Regions from separate parts of the Zea mays genome. Here all the other regions are linked to region 3. A link is a contact called in public Hi-C data. All regions are on one chromosome and are shown on one strand. Each heading gives the region's core, a stretch centred on a gene start, on an enhancer-like site or on the middle of the called end of the contact. The rest is flanking DNA. Distances are from core to core; before and after follow the strand shown.

The links. Hi-C and Micro-C count contacts between places; a contact is called where the count stands out from the background.
Region 1: a Hi-C map of bundle sheath shows a contact between it and region 3, with 2.5 times the contacts expected there. The contact joins the enhancer-like site here to the promoter of LOC100282645 in region 3. A contact is called at or near these places in 2 of 25 Hi-C or Micro-C datasets (bundle sheath and ear).
Region 2: a contact with region 3 is called in a Hi-C map of leaf, with 2.0 times the contacts expected there. The contact joins the promoter of LOC103634735 here to the promoter of LOC100282645 in region 3. A contact is called at or near these places in 7 of 25 Hi-C or Micro-C datasets (bundle sheath, ear, endosperm and 2 more).

The regions. Positions count from the first base shown.
Region 1 is chr1:58,508,944-58,511,992 of Zm-B73-REFERENCE-NAM-5.0, forward strand. No RefSeq gene overlaps it. Among protein-coding and RNA genes, the nearest start is that of LOC118474591, 3.2 kb to the left of the region's middle. Within about 2 kb of position 1,293, at least 18 of the 20 cell types and tissues checked have an H3K27ac peak or open chromatin away from gene starts, as enhancers often do. A contact at or near this core is called in bundle sheath and ear, where this site is marked.
Region 2 is chr1:58,152,472-58,155,626 of Zm-B73-REFERENCE-NAM-5.0, forward strand. It overlaps LOC103634735 (AAA-type ATPase family protein), which reads right to left and starts at 1,374. Exons shown (of 28, transcript XM_008657320.3): 1 at 951-1,374; 2 at 691-856; 3 at 409-599. The coding sequence starts at 1,112.
Region 3 is chr1:58,352,622-58,355,586 of Zm-B73-REFERENCE-NAM-5.0, forward strand. LOC100282645 (ATP-dependent Clp protease proteolytic subunit) reads right to left here and starts at 1,366. Exons shown (of 10, transcript NM_001155553.2): 1 at 931-1,366; 2 at 387-491. The coding sequence starts at 1,257.

The DNA.
Region 1 (3,049 bases), core at 43-2,542, 160 kb after region 3:
TCAGTTTGATGATTATGTAATTTAATTATGAAATATAATAGAAAACATAAAAACACATGTGTCTTGGTTTGGGTGCGTCTGCACAGGCAGCAGCTGCATGTCGGTGTACGCTCGTGGGCCGCGTACGGCTGGAGCCTGGCTGCCCCTGTGATTTGCATCCGTTCAACCTGTATACGAAGTGAAGTGAACCAAACAAAAGTTGCTTTAAGACTCCGCGGGTGCGGTTGCATGCCGATGTACACCAACCAAACAGATGGATTGTGTCTCTTGATGCTTGCGCGTGGCATTGTAGTACTACAGAGATGGGTCGTAAATCATGCTATGTTACACCAATTGCGTTCACGGTGTGCCCGCCATCGTATATTGGACGGAACAAGGCCCGTGCCGATTCAACCAGAAATTCGATAGCGGAGGCGATGGAGAGCATCTAGGAGAGCTTGAAGTCGGAGCACCACTTACATGTGGAGAAGTTCCGAGGTTTTCAATGGAGTTACCTAACCAGGGGCTTGGCCCTCGTATCGGCATTCCCTTGTGTGGGCTCTAACAAGGATTAGGTGGAAGATTTTGTGTGTTTCTCAATATCTTGGTGAACACACTGGCTCATCAACGAGAGTTTGTATCTCTATCATATTTAAGTTTTCGTATTTATATTGTGTTATATTCTTTATATGTTTTATCTTCCGAACTTTGTTATAGGCTAGTGAACAGGTTTGGAAAAGGATGATACATTGCTCTCGGAGATCTACGGATAAAATCCAAGCTTTCAAGATTGAATCAATAGATTAGAGAAGGTTATATGGATTGGGGAGACAGAGACGGAGATAGATGATAAACAAATCAGGTCCGCCTCAGCTAGAAAACTAGGTCTAGATGTGGTGGTTTAAATTGGAGCTCAGTGTTAACCTATGACACCTAGGTATTGCCACACGTTAGAGACATGTTGACATATACGTCATCAGTGACGTGATATCATGTAACCTCGATGTCATAGGCCACGGTAGCTACCTCTAAAATCTTATTATCTCCGTTCTCGAATATTTGTCAGTCGCTAGTCTATTTTTGAACTAAAACGTGATAAATGAAAAGAAACGTATAGAGTAACATTGCAATAGTCATACCATAAGTGTAAACATGCAATATTTATTAAAAAAGACTAAAATAAAAAATCGGGCAGACATGTTGGTCGTCGTTGGTCCAGGTCCTGGAGCACGTACGCACAAGAGATGCACCGGGTACCACACACAGACACACTTGTGTACTACCTCCACTTATGTACTGCATGCCCGTGACCTGCAGACGGTGCACAAGTTTCACATGCAACTCCGAACCACGGCGCATGTACCAGACACAGCACGTACGGTACATGCACCATCGTCTCCTCTTCTGAAATTTTCATTTTTTTTTTCTCCCAACAGGGTCCACTAAAATCGTAACTAGTCCGGAAACAAAACGAAATCAAATCCTCCCCACCCCACCCGCCCACGTCCACGACCTTTCCATGTCCGAAACCGCGAGACGGCTTCCTGCACGCACGAACTCCTACTGAAACATTTTTTCCGCCCCTTCAAACATGCCCCAACTGAAATATTGGGCCATTCAATCCAAAATATTCCGAAAATAACACGGTCTACTCCTAACCTGGCCGCTGCAAGCGTGCGCATGACACCGATGCCAGGCTTAGCAAAATGCAGAGGCTGTTCGTTCTGGACCAAGAAACCTGACCCCATTGGTGAACTCGGCTTAACTAACATTATCTCCTCCTCCGATCCAGTAAACAACCGCACACAGAACCGCGCGCTCGTACGTCGGGCCCGCCCACCAGAGGCCGGCGTTTGACGCCTGCGGCTGGAAAGGTCGCCGCCGGCCCTCTCGCCATCCCGGAAGAAGCTTCGCCACCCCCACCCCCACCCCCGGGCCTGCTCCCGGTCGTCCCAGCTGCCAGCCGGTCACTGACGTTAACCTGAGCGCGCGTGAGCTGAGAGCCGTGCACGCAACCATGTCCATGTCACCACACCAGCAACCGGGGTCGCGCGCGCGCGGAGACCTGTAGCTGTAGGGCCATCTATATGTTTTTTTTTTTTTTTTTTGCTTTTCATTGCATCATCAGAATGCAGGTGCGCCGAGTGATCATCGTTTTCACTCCGCAAACCGGGACCGGCCGGGCTCTAGTTTACTCGTGATAAACCGCCACCTTTTCCGGCCCTTGCTTCCGGGCTAAGCCTCCCCGGCCCGGCCGGGACAGGCGAGAGGGGACAGCTTGATCGGGCTCAGAAACCGATGGCGAGAAGGCCTCCTGTCGCTGCATCCATGGCCTGGCCTGGCCTGGCCACCCCCCGTTCATTCCCCGTCCACGGCCGGCAAGATCTCTCTTTTTCGCGAAATAATAAACAATAAAGCACCACTTTATTTCGTGAAGTGTCAAGGTAGCTAGCTAGCCACGGATGATCGATGGAGACCAACCATGGCGGTTGGCGGGCATGTCCTGCCTGCTTGCTTTCACAGCCTACGCAGCTCCATGTCAGCGCCGTGGATCTTTGCAGCGCAAAGTCGCCACCTACCTGCCACCCCTTCTCGCTCTGGAATGTGCGTGCCCATCCGTCTGTCTGAATCAGCGCTGAAAGGATCCTCCCGCGCCGACCAATTCCCATCACGAACCTAGATTTTTATTTTTTGTTCCTAATAACCCATGGCCATGGGTTAGGAGGTGCATTATTAGGCAAAGTTCAGCGATTAGTTTACTGTTGCCTTTATTCAGAAAAGCTGTCCCTGGAGACTGGAGTGATGGAGACAGCGTTGTTCCCGGCAAGGACTGTGCATCTCCAGTTAAATAATATAAAACTCAGGTGGGAAGAGTTAGGTGACAGACAGACCGAAATGTGTCCGTCAAAATGCACGATGGTTCAGCGGAGGCTGGCGACAAAATAAAGGGTGAGAGATAATATTTCTCTCTCTCTCTCTCTCTATGATCTTGGTTTGCTTTTTAAAATTTCAGCCAAACGATTCAGATATCGAAAATGGCAAACAAGTACCTCACGAGCATAAACAATGT
Region 2 (3,155 bases), core at 124-2,623, 200 kb before region 3:
CAGCCAAACGTCACATCACATACAGCCTATCCAATAAAGCAAAAATGAAGCACAAAACATCTTAATAACCTTGGCACTGAGATAGAACTATGTATGAAATTATTTTTCCACAAACAGAAAGTAAACAGAAAGTGTATCTGTGTATATTGCAACTGAATGGGGTTGGATGGTGCTTTCTTTAAAGTTACAAGACTCAGAGCAGATAGAGAACAGGTAAGGTTCAAGGTAGTATTGCATATTCCTGAGTTCTGATATGAGGTTTTATATGGTATTTCTATAGCAATTACAAAGAACGATTAACATGTGCCATGTAGTTTTTGGTAATTAAGGTCTCATCCAAAGCACGAGAGATCATGGGTGAGTTCTACTAATTGAAAGAGAAGTGAAAAGACAGAAGAGAAGTCGCACCATGGTATATTGTGAAATTAGTCTGCACCAGGGCTCCTGACGCCTGCTGGTGGCTGCCGCCTGTGGCTTATTCAATATCCCAGCCACATTATCCTTGGTTTTCTTTATCTTTGCTGATAAATCCTCCGATAAATCCATGGCTCTCTTTATCTTCGCCGTTATATCTTTATCGTTAGTGCCCCGCTTATGCCCTACACAAACAAGGGAACTCATCAAACCCTAAGGCCCGAAGCCAAAAACCGAAAGAACGCCGTAGGCACATCGTAGGGACAAGGCTCATACCGGCCGGATTGGACTGACCCTCCTTGGGCCTCAAGAGGGCCTCCAGCTTGTCCATGGCGCCGGTCAGCGCCTGCAGACCAGCCGTGTTGGGCAGTGGGCCCGCAACGGTGCCGACTTCTGCCGGCGCCACCAACGGCTTCTCGGTGTCCGCCTCCGTGCACCCAACCTACCACCAGCGAGATCGCAATAACAACAAAAACCAGATCAAAACCAGAGACCTGAAGGGGCTACATGCATGGGGGATGGAGGGAGATCCGGACCTTGGCTCGCTTCGGGGGCTGCGACGACGCGACATCGTCACCCGCCCTCGGACCCGCCCCCGCGTTCTCCGCGGGAGCCGATGCAGGCGATGCCGGCGCCCCCTTATCCTCTTCCCCCGCCGCCGGGCGCTTCGCGGCGGCGCTCCGCCTCGTCTCGACCATCTCGCACCAGCGGCGACGGCGACGCGAGAACACGCGAGAGAGAGAGAGAGAGAAAGGGGCGAAGGGGAAGACGAAAGGAAGCGGAGTAGAATACAAAACCGAAGGATTCTTTGGATTAGTAGTAATGCATTAGTAGGGGAAGCGGAATAAAAATAAGGCGGCCGCCGCGACCACCAATCACACAACAGCGGCGCGACAGGTGAGACTGTGCTGTCCAGTCGATACTCGATAGAGAGGCCGCCTCGTGCAATTGGGGAAATTCACGGAAAATCCTCGTCTTGCGTGGTGTATAGGGTCTGTTTGGTTGGACTGTAGCTGTGAAAAAAAACTGTTGTGGGTTGTAAGCTGTGAAAAAAACTGTTGTAGGCTGTGAACTGCTAAAAAGCTAAAAATCGTTCGGTGGAAACCACTAAAAGTCGCTAAAAATTCTTCCATATATATTTTCACAGTTCCACCTAAAAGCTGTTAAAAGCAGGTCCAGATGTGCTTTCAGTTTTGCACTACAAGAAAGTCAGCTTTTAGAAAAAATTGCTTTCCAGATTCAGCCCTTTGGTTTGACTTTTAGGGGGCAAAAGTCAAAGCCAAAAGCCAAACCAAACACACCCTTAGTTCGGATGGGATTTTGACTTATTATAAATTTAAATTGATTTAATTCGGTTTAATCCACATGTATTAGCATTAAACAAATAAGTTCTAAGAGTATGTACAATCCTCATACTTTGATTTGGTTTCCCAAGTACAATAGATAGTTAAGACACTGTATAATACAACACTGAAACGTTAGGTCATAAATATAGCTAAGAGACAACATGTATGGTGGTGAAGAGACAGAATCTTGACAAATAGTCTGTCTTTTGTATTTTTTAAAATAACCCTTTATAGACCCTCCAAGAGATCTAATATTAAACTAGGTGAGTACCCGTGCGTTGCAACGAGAACATATAATACCATGATAATTTATATACAAAATGTGTCTTATATTGTTATAAGAAAATGTTTCATAATCCATTTGTGATCCTAGCCATACATAAATTTTGTTATTTTAATTTAGCTGTTTTACTACTACATTGCAACCATCAGTGTCATGCAGACTTTGATATATGTCACGATTTGCATGGTCTCATCATTGGAGAGCACATATCACACCTGCCGGTAGAAGTTCTGTCGTACATCATTAGTCATCAGACACGCACCACCATACACGCTTGCTTAAACAAAAAAAGGCAAGTGTGTGTTTGTGAAGAGAATTAAAGGCAGACCGGCACAAAAGCTACCCCGACGATGGCGAGTGGTCATTGTTGTCGGTCCTCCTCTGCGTCACCTCCGGCGCCTAGATGACGCCATAATCCTTGATATAATAGTCGTCGAATGCGCACGACATGGTGAGTACGGATGACTCTTGGTTGGGCTGCCAAATGAAGTGCACCTCGGGCTCATCAGCGAGGTAGTACATCTGGTCGTTGCACCACCGGATGTGCTACTCCTCTACATACATCTTGTTCGAGGACACTCACACAACAGCAGCAATGTCCGTCATCCTAGCGCATAAGAATTCATGGCCGGTCAGTAGCGACTTATGTGACAGGTTGGGCTTCAGGTGGATGATGAACTGGACGGCGTGATGGTGTCGTCGTCGGTTGCGGTGCCCAGAACAACCCGAGAGTCGTTGGCATTGGCAACAACCATGAGGTCCCCCAGTTTGACGATGGACAGCGCGGTGCAGCCGCTCTGGACCGCGTCCAAGCGGCGGTTGTGCTGGAGCTTGCCGTACACGGCGGCGCATGCAGCCACGGGCCACGTAGGACTGCTTCCAGAGGTCGAACTGGTAGTCGCCAAGCTTCTTTTCGTCGTCGATGAGCGATGCCAACGCGAGCGCCTCATGCTAGTGGTGTTTGTTCGGAGTTTCCAAGTAAGAAACATGGATTCATCTTTGTCATTGGTTTATGAAAATGACTCATAAGTCAGATCCATGGAAAAATATTACGGAGAATAAATGTCACGCATGCAAAAAAGGAATTTAAGTTGAAAACATTATTCAAACAA
Region 3 (2,965 bases), core at 116-2,615:
CTGCGACTCGAATGGGCTTGGGGGCCTAACCGGGCAGCTATTGTTCGTCGAGGGGCGCAAAACTCATAGGAATCTATCTTCTTTGTTCATACATTTTTACCCTCTTTTGGCCACCAGAGCTCATAGGAATTTCTCTTCTTTGCTCATGTCATGTGGAATGTGGAAGGAGTTGATATTCGAAATACAAACTATACTGGCTACAATGGTCTAACCTGTGGAATCATGCATTTGCTATTTCATAGCTCTTAATTTAACACCAAGTCAGATCGTTTATCCAGCCTAGCTAAGCACCCTAATGTTTATGTTTTACCATGACTGATGTCCATGGATGCATAGTAATAACATGAAACGAAACTTGGCATCAAGAATATTGGTGCAGATTATACCGGCATGCCAATATAAACGATTCGGCCGTGAAGAAGCAATGAAGGCAAATCTGGAGGAGGCCTTCTAGGTCTGTGCTGACTATACGAGCTGCTAGACCGTTCCACCTGACAATTACAAAGCAGAGGCAATGTATGGTTAAGTGAAGTGCAGTTCGTATATACTACAAATACCAAAGATCATCAAGGTGCATACAGCAGATAACAGGAAGCAAATGTACACATGGAAATATTAGCACAGCAACACCTTTGAAATTGCGTCGTGATTGATATGTCGTCATGTGAATAAGTTAGTACCTCTAATATCGTAAATAGCCAACCTAATTTAACATGCCGGGTAGTGTGGAACTCAGAATTGCTAATGATAGGCTTCGGATGGAGAATTACTATGAGAACTGTGAATCTGGAAGCTATAATATTTTTCTCAATTTGATGATAGAAATACACGAAAGAGTTCAACCCATAATTTCCCCTCTTTCCGCAACCAGCCTCATAACAAATAACAGCAGCTCCATTCCCGCAGACGATACAAGCGCGGAAGCCTCACCTGCGCGGGCGAGGCCATGAGTTTGGTGTTCTGGAAGATCTCGAGGAACGGCAGGTGGTCCTCTCCACGGCGCTCGCCACCAGCGGCGGCCGCAAGGTCCTCCGGTGAGGCGGCTGCGAGGGTAGACAGGAACGGGTCTCCCCGGGGGTTGAATAGCGGCGATGGAGCTCCCGCCGCTCCCGTTGGCCCTGCCGCCCGCGCCACCAGCGTCGAGGACGCCACACCGCCACGCGCCTGCCGGAGCAGAGACGGGGGGAAGGAAAGGGACGAAGTGGCGTGGGAGGGAGTGGGCAGGCGCAGAGAGAGGAAGGTGGAGGCGGAGGTCATGGTGGGCGGCCGCGGTGGTGCTCCGCCGCGGCGTGTGAGTTCGGGGGAGTGGGAGGCGAGGCGCGTGTGTGGATAATTTGGTCGGGACTCCGGCGATGAATGGAGTGATCCATAATGTGGGCTTCGTGGGCTTTCAAAAGGTGGGCTATTGAGGTTGGCTAGCCATAGCTTTTTTTAAAAAAATGATTCTAGCTAGGTATGAGGTGTAAGAAAACGGTTGCTAATTGACGGTTGTTGACTTGTTGTGAGATTGCTAAAATATGTTTGGTTAAAATAATTGTTAACTATAGATTTGGTAGAATTGGTAAGAATATGGTAGCTTATTAACATAGATGGTAGGAATTTGAAAAATCTGGAGGGTGGTTCTAAATTAAACTAGAGAAATATATGGATTTTTAGAAATATATTCTGCTTTTGTACCAGTTTGGTTAGGATTCTAGATTTTGGGTAGCGAACCTGGTTCGTAAAGTTGAACTAAATATATCCTAAATCCCTCTTTTTAACAAAAATAAAACCTAAGTCCTGCTCGAATCAGGAGCGGGATCAAATTAAGGGGATGTGTTTGACGTCATGTCAAAATTATCTGTTAGAAAAATTGTCAGTCCTATCAGTGTGTCAAGTTGCATCGGATATGTTTGGTGGTGCATCGGACATACCATGCCAGCTAACCGTTGTACTTAGCCATTGACGACCGTTAAGTCGTTTTGGGATCTGGTGCACCACTGGATTCCACATTGGATATGTCTGGTATGCATTTTTCATGCTCTCTAAGTGTCATATCGGGTACACTATCTCGTGCTTCATTAGATACGTTTGATGTCTTATATCTGACTTCTTTCCATGTTGTAGCTTCTCTGAGTGTCGTAACTGGTGAGGTGTTCGGTGTCTCCTATAGTTGATTTTCAGTCCTTTGTGTATGTCGTGTCTCGTGTGTTACTGTGTTATGTCTGATGTACAGGTTCCACAAAATAAACGACCTCATAAAGGTGTGCCATGAATTTATCCGAATATCTCTCGATGTTATATAAGAAAAGAAGGATATGCATGGAACTTGGAAGTTATGAAAAAGGAAAAAAGAAAAAAGAAAAGAAGAAAGATAAGAAAGAACTCCATTCCATCCATCGAGTAATAATCACGTCATGAGGCATTCACCTATTACACGTGCATTTGGCTATAAATCTTGTTTGAAAACCACCCTGTTGACACTCAGTTTGATTCGATAATATAAACATGATGAGAAGTCCTTATATCTTACACTACCTAAAGTTCCATGAAAGCGTACAGGGGCTCAGACTTGCCTCCTCGCCATACGCGGCCAGCCCGGGTACTCCTAGCAGTCATCCTTGAGGCTATAAATAAGGCTGACCATGGCTTCAAGTAGGCAGCCGAACACTTCACGGTTCTCACCTCCACCACGATATTGACACTTGCCTCGATCAACTCTAAGGATTTGGGATCTTTCCCTCTCGCGATCAACTTGTACTCCCTACTGCAAGCACTTTAGTGCAAGTAATATAAGTCTCATCCTCCCTCCACTGGAAGTAGGGCTTTGTCTCACCCAAACCAGGATAAAAACAACTTGTGTCATTTTGCATCACCCGTCTGGGTCAGGGCACGCTGCATTATTTCACTGGTTGGTAAGACCCTCGGGTCGAGACACTGACACATTGCTTCCTAATGATGAAACACAAAGGATGAAAAAAGCAAG